3 separate regions of the Mus musculus genome follow, and regions 2 and 3 are each linked to region 1. The links are chromatin contacts, called in public HiChIP or PLAC-seq and Micro-C maps. All regions are on one chromosome and are shown on one strand. Each heading gives the region's core, a stretch centred on a gene start, on an enhancer-like site or on the middle of the called end of the contact. The rest is flanking DNA. Distances are from core to core; before and after follow the strand shown. Region 1 overlaps Tead1 (TEA domain family member 1). Region 2 overlaps Micalcl (MICAL C-terminal like). Region 3 has its middle 21 kb from the start of Arntl.

Region 1 (3,329 bases), core at 179-2,678:
AAATGTAACATACAACACACACAAAACTCACCAGAAAATATCTAAGATACAAACCAAAGAACCACAACATATGTAAAACATACAAAATCCACAAAGTTGGAGCACTCTGGGGCAGTAGCAGGAATAATTTCCTGCACAAGGTTATAGGCCAGGGCCCTGTCCTGACAAACACCACTGAACTTTTCAGAGTCCGTCTTCTGTGTCTTCTGCACCTAAAGAAACAAACACATTCCTCACAGATCAGGAGCTGCTCTGTGAGGTAGCTAATAAGATAATCTGTTACAGGAGGCTTACAAATCCATTTAAATTGATTTTAATTAATGAATCAATCTCAGACCCAATGAAAAACTAGATCCACAGATGGTAAGCAATACAAAGATTTCAGTCTCTAACCCCAGCCTGGAATTTACATAAAAAAGAAGGGTGTTTTCTGCTTAATGCAAGAAAATAGTAGTAACAACAAATTGTAACCAATTGCATCTCAGTTCACTGCCCAAGCAGCCTGAGGTGAAAGCCTCTCTTCGGTTAGATCAAATCCACCCCACTTGAGGAAGGGAAATAGATTTCAGAACGGTTTCCACACAGCTCACCTAACATGAAGGGAAAGGGGGTGGGGTTATGTACCAGGCTGACATCGGAAACACCTAAGATCAAATAAACCCGTCTCTTTCAGAGTCCTTCAAGCTGGACAGAATTTTACCTATGCACCCCCAAACACAAGCATAAAATGGCCCTCCGCCCAGCTGCGTGCTGGGTTCCAGTCCCCAGCACCAAAAGTAAAATAAAATAAAAAAGACCTAGGCAAACTTTCTCATTTGCTCCGATTTTACTCTTTCTAGGGACTGACAGAGCAACTGCTCTTTCAGAATGGCTGTTGGAGAGGAGCTCGAAACAGTCCCCCACCTAAAGACAGTTTTACAGTTGGTATTTATTTATTTATTTATTTATTTCTCAGTGGCTTCTCACTGGCCTGCTGACCCACTCTATTTTTAGAATCCAATCAGAATTTCCCAGAACAGATTTCAGGTAATTTTTTAGATAGATAGATAGATAGATAGACAGACAGACAGACAGCAAAGATCTGCGACCAACACCAGTTATCAGAGGGGAACCATGAAAGGAACCAAAAGAGGGAAGCTCATCATTCAAACACTTTCCAAAGTTTGGGAGCATCCCATCAAGGCACACTGACACACAGAGTGAGTTCCTCCTGGCAGGGACGCTGGCTCTGTGCAAAGGGAAGGCTACTGAGAGGGAAAATGCAAGCCGCAAACGACTGCTTCAGTGTTTCTCCCTCCCTCCTTCAGGACAGTTCACAAAACAGTTTGATTCAGCAAGCGAGAAACAAATGGAAGACTGGCTGGAACACTGCAAAAGGAACAGCCACAAAGACTCTGCATCAGGAAGTCGACTGCAGGGGAAAAAAAAAAATCAGGATACAGGCCAGAGCTTAGGCAGAGAGGCTGTTGGGCTTCCCCCACCTCCTGTGTGTGTGTGTGTGTGTGTGTGTGTGTTGGGAGGATGTTTCTGTCTGCTCCTCTCCCTCTCTGTGTTTCTCTGTGGCCAGCCAGTCTCTCCCCCACAAGGGGAATAAACAAAAGAACTCTGCTCCTGAGCTCCCAGGTGTGAGGACCCTGGCACCATGTGGCCTGAGTGGCAGCAGCAATTCTAGGGATTTAGTCTGTGCCTTTCGGGCTGGGCTGTGCAGGGCTCTACAGCAAATCAGGGAGTGTCAATACAGCCTGAGATTCAGAGCGAGACCACAAATTATAAACAGTTTCAGCAAATTGACTCGAGAGCTTTTGTTTCTCAGACACCCATGCAGGCAGCGGAACCTCCCCACCGCTACAGCCCGGGACTGGGAAAGGAAGTCGTTGAAGCCTGGATTTCCTGCTTTTACTGGTAGCCAAGAACTATGAGGCTTGTAGTGGTTTCAGGAACTGACTCATCCCATGATTCACGGATAAGACACTGCCTTTAATATGCTTCTGACCCAAAGACTGGGGAACTTCAAAACCAACCTGAAGTCACACTCCATTCTTACAGTACAAATGACTATTTAGGGCAAAATAAACAGGACACCAGATTACCATTCCTTAGGCAGAGGCAGAGAAAGTGAAGAACATCACGTGGCACCCGTGATCAGAGCTTAATCCACAGGCTGTGACTTGACAACAGCCCAACTTCCCCAAAGTGGATAACAGGTGGGATAGGGTTATTTTCAGACATCATTCCCCTAGATGTAAAAATAGATTTAGCAGAGCAATATTTTAATTTAGGCCCATGTGAGGTTGAGGCTCCATATACCCACGATGCAGAAGCACATGGCTGGTGGGAACTGGTTGAGAAAGAGACCCGGAGGCCAGCTGACCAAGGAGCAATGGGTAACAAACACTCCACTGTGTATGCAGGAAGGCTACAATTTTATTCCTACTCTTAATTGACCAGACTTCTTTCCCTTCTGCACACACACAGGCACATATGTATACACGTGCTTAAACACACACAAGCAAACATACAGTCCAGGGCTTACAAGCAACAATCTGCGAAGCAACAGCCCCTCTACTCTCACAAGTAACCCTAATCAAGCTCAGGGGGTCACAAAAGACACCAGAGCAGGGAGGGGCTTTCTGGGAAGTTCAGTGAATAAGAAGGGTGTTGAGGGTTTCATAGCAAGTCCAGATGATCAAAATACATCATAGATGCATGAATAGATTATAAAAATGTTAGTACTGAAACCCTGGCACTTCTGGAAGCTCCCCTAACAATCTCCATCAGTTTATCAGCACAGACAAAACAAATCCACTGGATTTGTTTTTGGTCTCCTCCCCAACACAAACACAGAACAAGAAGCACACACAGGGCAAGTTTCGAGAGTGGTTTTCATAGGCGCTTACAGATATCAGCACAAGCTGGGGTGCAGAGGGAAAGAGGGGCAGGGAGGGAAGAAAACAAGGGCACAGGCTGGATGGGAGAGAGTGGAGAATAGGGAGGTGACCAGGTGAGGCCAAAGTGCAGGGGGCTGGCAGGCGCTGGGCAGCAGGGCTCCTCCATCAGACTTACTGATATCGTGACATCAGTGGCTCCTATCCAGAGTTCTCTCTTGAGAGCTTTCAGCAATGCCTCCTGTAGCTTCCACTGTGCTGGGAAGCCACAGGGTGGCAAGGAAAATTCCCTCCAGGCAGAGACTCGCCTTGTGAATTAAGAGGGTCTGCACCTACTTCTGGGTACCCGTGGAGTAAAAGGGTGGAGACAAGCCAGGTAAACTGTACCCACAGCACAGAAGAGCCATTAAAGGAAGTTTGTGAAGTAGGGGACATTAAATGGAT
Region 2 (3,593 bases), core at 250-2,749, 290 kb after region 1:
TGATATTCTCCAAGTCACCTCTTCTCTCTCTGCCTTGGTCTTCCCCATGTTTTGAAATGAGGAGGCTGGCGGTGCTACCTCGAGTGTTGGTTAGGGCTGCTAAATGAGAAGGTGCGTGGGGAAGTGTCAGCACGATGCTCTGTACATAGTAACACTTCAGTAAACTGCCCCTTTGCTCCTCAGTCTGCCTCCCTGTGTCTAGGTGTACAGCTCCATCAGGGTTAGTTTCCATTCATCTGTAAAACTCAGCGAGGTGGTTAAAACAAAACAAAACATAAAACTTTGTCTTCTAACAACTTGAAACCACCAGCAGCACCACCTTAGCGGTACTTTTCCTTTTCCGGCTCATACAATGGAAATGGACCATCTACAAAGACGCGAATGCATGGTGCCTATCCAGGTTCCTTGCTTTCCTGTGTCTACCATTGTTTTCCAGTGGCTTCAGCTGTCACAGGCAAAGCCCTTCCTCCACAGAGCAGTGACTCCTGACCTGGAGGGCTGTGTGACCAGAAGGCAAGGTGGCTTCTGGCCATGACCAGGACAGCTCAGTTATTTAACTCTTCCTCTTCCTCTTACCCTCTGCTTGGATCTTCTGTCAAACGTCTTTGCTCCTGAATTCTTATCATGGATCTTTTTAGACACATTGGAAAGATTTCACTTGCCATAGTGAAATCAACACTCAGTGTCTGGGCAAGATGGTGCCCACCCCCAGCACTTGGGAGGTAGAAGCAAGAGAATTGTGGGTTCAAAGCCAGCCTGAGCCACATGTGATTTTTGTCTGAAAAAAAACAAAACAAAAACAAAAACCAAAAAACCAACCAACCAACCAACCAATCAACCAAAACAAACTAGAGCTTAACACAAACAAACTTGTTAATTGTCATTTATAGTGACCTAGTTTTCCCCAAGAGTGCTCTCAAAACTACAAAGCAAATTACGTCAGTCTCTACTGAGATCCAGTGACCCTCAGCATCAAATTCAAGTGACCAAGCCTGGTGTACCCTAGTCTTTGCTTACCTGGGCGTGACTGGCATACAGCGTCCAGCTGTTTGTTTTCTGAATGTAAAAATAGCAACAACAACAAAAATGTGTACAATCTGTTTGAAGCCATTCTGGTTTTGTGTATATTTTCCTCTTGAGGGACTGCCATGCCCCTAACTGCTTGCAGATTGGTGTGTGGTTTTACCAGGTCCACTCTTGTTCGCCATCTGGCTCAGAAGTCATTCTTTAGATGTGACTATTTTTTCGCCTCCTTAGAATCTGTGCTAATCTACTGTTCACTGCAATCTTGTTAACACGCTGGATATGCTTACTGGTGCTTGCTGGCATTCGAGTGGTTATGGCGGAACCCTCAATGCGCTGCGTGGGGCACCTTCCTCAGAGTGCCTGTGGTTTCAGGCCTGCCTTCTGTACTCTGGGTTTTGTCTATACATGGCAGGCAAGTGCTTTAGCAATTGTGCTCCAGGTCAACCCACGTCCTCTGACTTCTCATGAGCTCCAGGCTCAGTTCACAGCTGTCTCGATCGGCCTCAGGCCCCAGAGTTTAGAGTATAACTGTCCCCACAGCTCCTTGCATACTTTAAGGATGATCCACAGATGTTTGCTGTAGGGTTTCAGGACTAAGTCCTATTGCTGAAAGATTTTTTTTTTAAATCCCAAGTAGATGTTGAATTTTTTATTACATTTATTTATTTATTATTGTGTGCACACACTTGTGAGGGTCAGAGGACACCATGAGGGAGTCAGTTCTCTCCTTCCATCATGTGGGTCCTGGGGACAAAACTCATTGTCAGAACAAAACTTGGTGGCAAGTATCTTAAAGCCCCGAGACAGTGCCCTGGGCCATGGGTATTAAGGTTTTTCAGATAAACTTTGCTCATGAATTGAAAACATCATAAGGTTTCCTTTACTTCATTTTTAGCTTGGTGGTTCTAAAAGCCACGCTTGCTTATATTATTTTTTGAACAGTTGGATTCATGTTCACTGGATCCAATGATTTTACCGTTTGAAACCTCTGTCATATCTTTGTCTGTCCTGATCATTTCTCCTCTACTTATTTGTTTTATTTTAAACAACCAACTTAAGATTATCTCTAGTCTTTCAACACAGCCCTCAAAGAGGTCAGTGGTCAACCTTTTGACACTGTGACAGGATGTTGCCATTTACAAAGTTTACACCAGATAACTACACATGTGAGAGACCCAACAAACAAACAAACAAACACCCTCATAGCGTACGTTTATGATTTGTGCTGGGCTGCATTTCTAGCTGTCCTTGGGCTCCTGCAGTCCATGGGCCTTAAACCGGATACACCTGTGTCTTTAGGATAACCACTGAAGCTGTGACAGAGGGGACATGTAACACATGGCTACTGATATCTGTGAATGAGGCTGTCTTCTGTGCAGTGTGAGCATATGCATGTGTGTGTCTTTTCTAAGTGTGCAAAGCACAAGGTTTAAACATCTTATGCCTGGGCCTCTCCTGTGACTCTACAAGAGAATTGTGTGCAGCTCAGAACCCCACACTGAGCGGACTGTACAACCCACTCATTTACTGCTTGGTATAAAGGCTGCTGTGCTCTTTATCCTGGCTTCCTAGCTATGGCACTAGCTTTGCTATGTTATTGAAACCCACTGTGTCATACCCTGGGACCTGGGGCCTCTTGTGCCACCATGATGCTGCTCCTGCTGTTCGTGGTATAAAGAAGCACAAGTTCTGTTCATTGGAAGCATTGGACTTCAGCAATGCCTTCGATGGATTTGGGAAAAATCAGGCCAAAATATTTGCTTGCTTCAGTAATTTTGGATTTGAGCGACTCCTGGAAAGGCTCTGTAAGGGCCCAGTTCTTTTCTGACAATATTCTATTTGAATACAGGGTTAACATTACCTTTGGCTCCAACCCTATGGTCCACCTGTACTGGACAATTGCGGAGATCTCATTCCTCCCTTGAGCTGCTTCCTCAGAAATCGACCACACGGGACAGCTGGCAAGGAGTGTAACCTTGGACTCGATGCTTTTCCATTCAGAGACTAACAGAGATTATCTAAAGGGCATCTGCTCCCCAGACCCCATTCCCAAATGATGGCGAACTGTCAACAGGCAGTCCTCCACACCACAGGCTTTGTCTGCTTGTCGATCTGTTTCAGTCAGTTGCTATTGTGCTGGGAGTGACAATAAGAATCTACTCTGGGGACAGGAGGGTCGGCTCGGTAGGTAAGAGCACTTGCTGTTTGGTGACCGGCAACTCACAACTGCCTAGGACTTCAGCCCCAGCAAATCTAATTCTCGCTTTTGGCCTCCATAGGTACCTATGCACACACACACACACACACACACACACACACACACACACACACATCTCTAAAACAACAACAACCACCAAACAGGCCAGCTGGTGAGATGTCACTTGCTCCAAGCTTGATAACCTGATTTGATCCTAAGAAGCCATATGGTAGAAGGAGAGAACAAACTTCTACAAGTTGCCCTCTGTGTGCCATGACAGGCCATGGCATGTGAGTCACGAACACACATGAAATTATAAGTACATCAATGTAACATGAAATTTCAGAATCTACATGAAGTTATTCCTCCT
Region 3 (3,623 bases), core at 123-2,622, 490 kb before region 1:
CAAGGGTTTAAGTTCATAAGGCTTTAGGGCAGTAGTTTGCAACCTATGGGTCATGACCCCTTTGTGTGTGTGTTGGGGGGCGTATCGAATGCCCCTTTCACAAGAGTTACCTAAGACCATTGGAAAGCACAGATATTTATATCACAATGTATAACATTAGCAAAATTACAGTTATGAAGTAGTAACAAAAGTAATTTTATGGTTGAGGGTCACCATAATATGAGGAACGGTATTAAAGGGTCACAGTGTTAGAGAAGTTGAGAACCCTTGTTTTAGGGGATATTTTACATCCAAACCAGAACAGGGGCCTTGTAGACAACATCAAAGGGACTTCCAGGGAGGGCTTCTGTGGGGAGGCAACCTTAAATAGAGACCTGTGGTGATTGGATAGAGCAGTGTGTGTGTGTGTGTGTGTGTGTGTGTGTGTGTGTGTGTGTGTGTGTGTCTGTGTGTGTCTGTGTGTGTCTGTGTGTGTCTGTGTGTGTCTGTGTGTGTGTGTGTAGGCCATGCAAAGCTATGCAGATGAGCAGGGCTTACTCAGTTGGTGGGAAAGTGGAGAAAGTGGAGGTTCCAGTAGAGAACCAGGCAGGGTAGGTGGTAAGGGGCCCAAAGAGCATGGGAGGAGTCTGACCTTCAGAAAGACTCAGTGAGCTCCACCTGTCCGTTTATTCTGCTCTTATAGAAAGTATAGAGAACCCAGAGATCTTGTCAGTGCTTTCTGGAGAACAGATTGGAGAGACACGTGAGAACCAAGTGAATTCACCATTGTCTGCCAGTATCTTCTTGATGGAATGCCTTCCTTATCAGGACCAGTATTCTTCCTTTTAGCCTAGATCACTCCACAGCACAGTTTTGAGGAATCTCGGGCATCAGTAAAAGGGCAGTGAGCGTCAACAACACATGGCAAGGCTTCCTAGGGACAGTGGTGAGTGGAGCTTATGATCACCTACACGCACCCCTCAGCCACTCTATTGTCAACTCTCTTTCACAGGCAAGGAAAGAGAAGTGAATGGACTTGCCCAAAGTCATGCAGCCTCCAGGAAGCAATCAGTAAATAAGGGGCTCACAAAGATTCCCAGTAAACCAACAGTAAGATTGCATCTTCCCCTCTGACCGTACCCATTGCAGAACATAAAAACTATACAAAATTATGTCGGATAGACGATGAACATTCCTCATTATTTGGCCCCTGGAGTTCATTGTAGTTTGTCACTGTAGTTTCTCAGGCCACGAAGCAGCTGGTCCTTTCTGAAGTTCACTCAGAATCAGGGCAGATGGGGTCACTTTCTTCTATCACACTCCCTCCAGGAAGTCGGTGCTGGCTACAAAGGGAGCCACACCCATCGGGAGTGGACACATCATCACTGCTCAGTAAGCAGGGGGTAAAACCCCACCCCTGCTGACAATAATAAACCCAGTAGGAGGAGGGCCAACCCCCTTCCCAACAACTCAGCAAAAGAAACAGATCTGGTTGTTCTGCCCCTCGGGTGTCACGGCTCAGAGTGTCATCGGATGGGCTCAGAGGCTCAGCCCATCCCAGCAAAATGATATACAGGTGTCCTTTTATAATTCCAAAGAAAAATAGAGGAGGCACTAATGTTTTGCTAAACCCTATAGCACAAAAGGTGGCTTTCCAGGCCAGCTAGGCCACCCTCACTGTCAAAACTCATTAGCCTTCTGGGTGAACTAGCTTGTCTTTTTTTAGGACCGGAAATCAAAAGGGAAGGCTCCCCTCCTATTCCAGGCGTGCCGGAGGAATTACTCATGCCCCTTAACCTATGACTCACACAGGAGTCTAGGAGAGTGTTTCCAAAACAGGCCAACAATTAGAAAAACAAAGCAACTGATATGTGACAGATAGTTGCCCCATCTGGGTGGGTGGAGTGGGGTCAGTACCTAGGTGGGATGCGCTTTCCCAGAGCAGCCACTGGGCAGCAGACAACAGTGGGCAGAAATTGGGACAGTCTCTGGAAGTAGAGATCCATGCTTGTTTTCAGAGTTGTGAGGGGTTCAAATTCACTGACTTTGTGAGTGACTTGAAATTATGGCATCTTTCTCTCCAAAAGTCTCAAGGGACCAGCGTGCCATCTCAACGTGCTGTCTGGCTATCTGCAGGTTCTGGCTGTTCCTCTGAATGGCAGAGGCTTTCCCAAACTGAAATATTAAGTCAGTGAGAAAGCACAGCTTAGGAAATAGCTCAGTTGGGAGTGGATAGTCTCCGGGGCAGGTGAGAGGTCGGCTTTTTTGTGGCTTCTCTGGGAAGGACTCTGAAGCCAAGTCTTAGCTCTGTCTCAGCTGAAGGCTTCTCCTTGGCAGGGCTTGGGGGTGTGCAAGGGCATCATCAGGTCATGGCCTCACTACCCAGAGTCTCATCCCTGGAGATAGGGCAGGTCCACGGGGTAGTGGGGGATGAGCAGTGATGGATGGCTCTGCTTTCTCTGCTGCACTGATCTAAAGTCAATGATATAAGAGACCAGGTTGGGGGCTAACGGGGAAGATCTGGACGAAGATCTACAGAGGGTCTCAAACAAGAGTTTTGCCTAGCTTCTGCTATTTCACCCAGCAGCAGAAGGCTCTTCTGAAACCCAGATATGCTCACCTCTCTCCTCTCAGAGTCCTTTAAATTAAGGTACACACCCTCCCTTGAGAAAACCCAGTGGTATTTCCAGGCCAGGCTGTCCTACAGTCCTTGACACTGATAGACTCTCAGCCTCATTGCCAGCCATGCCCTGGACCTCTAACCACATGGTCCAGCTGCTTCCTGGAAGCATTGGTGGTTTCAGGCTCTGTATCTTTCCTTCACACTGTCCCTTCAACCTGCAGTGACACTCTGTGGACCTAGAACACTGCTCTCCTGCTCAGGCAGGGTCAGCTTCTTTGGCACTTTCCACTGGTCACTGGGTTCATGGCTCCCTGGCTGAGCTCTGCCAGCCTTTCTGACAGCCATACTTGCCTTGTACAGGACTAGTTTGTACGATCAGTTCTCAGGGTTGGGGGGCTTGAAATTCCCCAGGAAGGAGCTGCAATTATTCCATCTTGGACTTTGGAAAAGCTTACAGCATTGAATGGCATGGGGGAGGGTCTTCTTTGTTCTGTTCAGAGTGGATAAAAGTTTTAGGGAATTGTGACATGGTGGTCTGGGTGTGGTCCTCCTTGTACATGCCAGTGTGGCTTTCCATGTGCATCACAAAGATTTACTCAATTTTAAGAGGATAACAGTTTCAAGGTGCATCAATATCTGCATTTAAACTCAGAATAGAGTCTCTCTCTCTCTCTCTCTCTCTCTCTCTCTCTCTCTCTCTCTCAGTTTAGGGTAGTATTAAGTTTGTAATAATGTTAAGTACAAGTTACAGCAAGCCCACTAGTTAGCAGCTGTGTACAGGAGGTGGCCCCCAGGCCCCCTGCAGGACTAGGTGATCTATAGAGAGCCTTTAAGGGCAATTTTGAGTAGCATTCTGGAAAACGACTATACTCTTTTTAGCCCTGTACCGTGCTCCTCTCCCTGCCCTGAAAGTCTCTGTCCTTCCCTGTAACTCCTCATCAGATTGGTGCTAGGTGTCCTCCAAGCTGCAATGTAGACACTGCCTGGACAAGCCTCCCCGGGTGCATATCTCAGCTCTGGA

What was found. A called contact is a pair of places that touch in the nucleus more often than the background predicts. HiChIP or PLAC-seq counts read pairs in DNA pulled down with a chosen protein or histone mark.
Region 2: a Micro-C map of trophoblast stem cells shows a contact between it and region 1, with 5 times the contacts expected there. The contact joins two enhancer-like sites. A contact is called at or near these places in 4 of 39 promoter capture datasets (the 3T3-L1 cell line, frontonasal cranial neural crest and liver), 2 of 15 datasets of contacts at CTCF or cohesin (both in the NIH/3T3 cell line), 36 of 484 Hi-C or Micro-C datasets (the AML12 cell line, the HL-1 cell line, the N1E-115 cell line and 24 more), 25 of 115 datasets of contacts at active chromatin or transcription factors (the NIH/3T3 cell line, craniofacial prominence, differentiating embryonic stem cells and 16 more) and 4 of 9 other capture datasets (adipose tissue, embryonic stem cells, liver and 1 more).
Region 3: an H3K27ac HiChIP or PLAC-seq map of trophoblast stem cells shows a contact between it and region 1, with 9 read pairs. The contact joins two enhancer-like sites. A contact is called at or near these places in 1 of 484 Hi-C or Micro-C datasets (embryonic stem cells) and 4 of 115 datasets of contacts at active chromatin or transcription factors (embryonic stem cells, extraembryonic endoderm stem cells, pancreatic cancer cells and 1 more).

The regions. Positions count from the first base shown.
Region 1 is chr7:112,695,835-112,699,163 of GRCm38.p6, reverse strand. All of the region lies in intron 1 of Tead1 (TEA domain family member 1), which reads right to left. Among named protein-coding and RNA genes, the nearest start is that of Tead1, 18 kb to the right of the region's middle. Within about 2 kb of position 1,428, at least 169 of the 459 cell types and tissues checked have an H3K27ac peak or open chromatin away from gene starts, as enhancers often do. A contact at or near this core is called in extraembryonic endoderm stem cells, pancreatic cancer cells and trophoblast stem cells, where this site is marked.
Region 2 is chr7:112,401,242-112,404,834 of GRCm38.p6, reverse strand. All of the region lies in intron 7 of Micalcl (MICAL C-terminal like), which reads right to left. All of the region lies in intron 1 of Gm51494 (a long non-coding RNA gene), which reads left to right. Among named protein-coding and RNA genes, the nearest start is that of Gm51494, 11 kb to the left of the region's middle. Within about 2 kb of position 1,499, at least 2 of the 459 cell types and tissues checked have an H3K27ac peak or open chromatin away from gene starts, as enhancers often do. A contact at or near this core is called in trophoblast stem cells, where this site is marked.
Region 3 is chr7:113,184,355-113,187,977 of GRCm38.p6, reverse strand. It overlaps a transcript of Arntl not described here. Among named protein-coding and RNA genes, the nearest start is that of Arntl, 21 kb to the left of the region's middle. Within about 2 kb of position 1,372, at least 109 of the 459 cell types and tissues checked have an H3K27ac peak or open chromatin away from gene starts, as enhancers often do. A contact at or near this core is called in extraembryonic endoderm stem cells, pancreatic cancer cells and trophoblast stem cells, where this site is marked.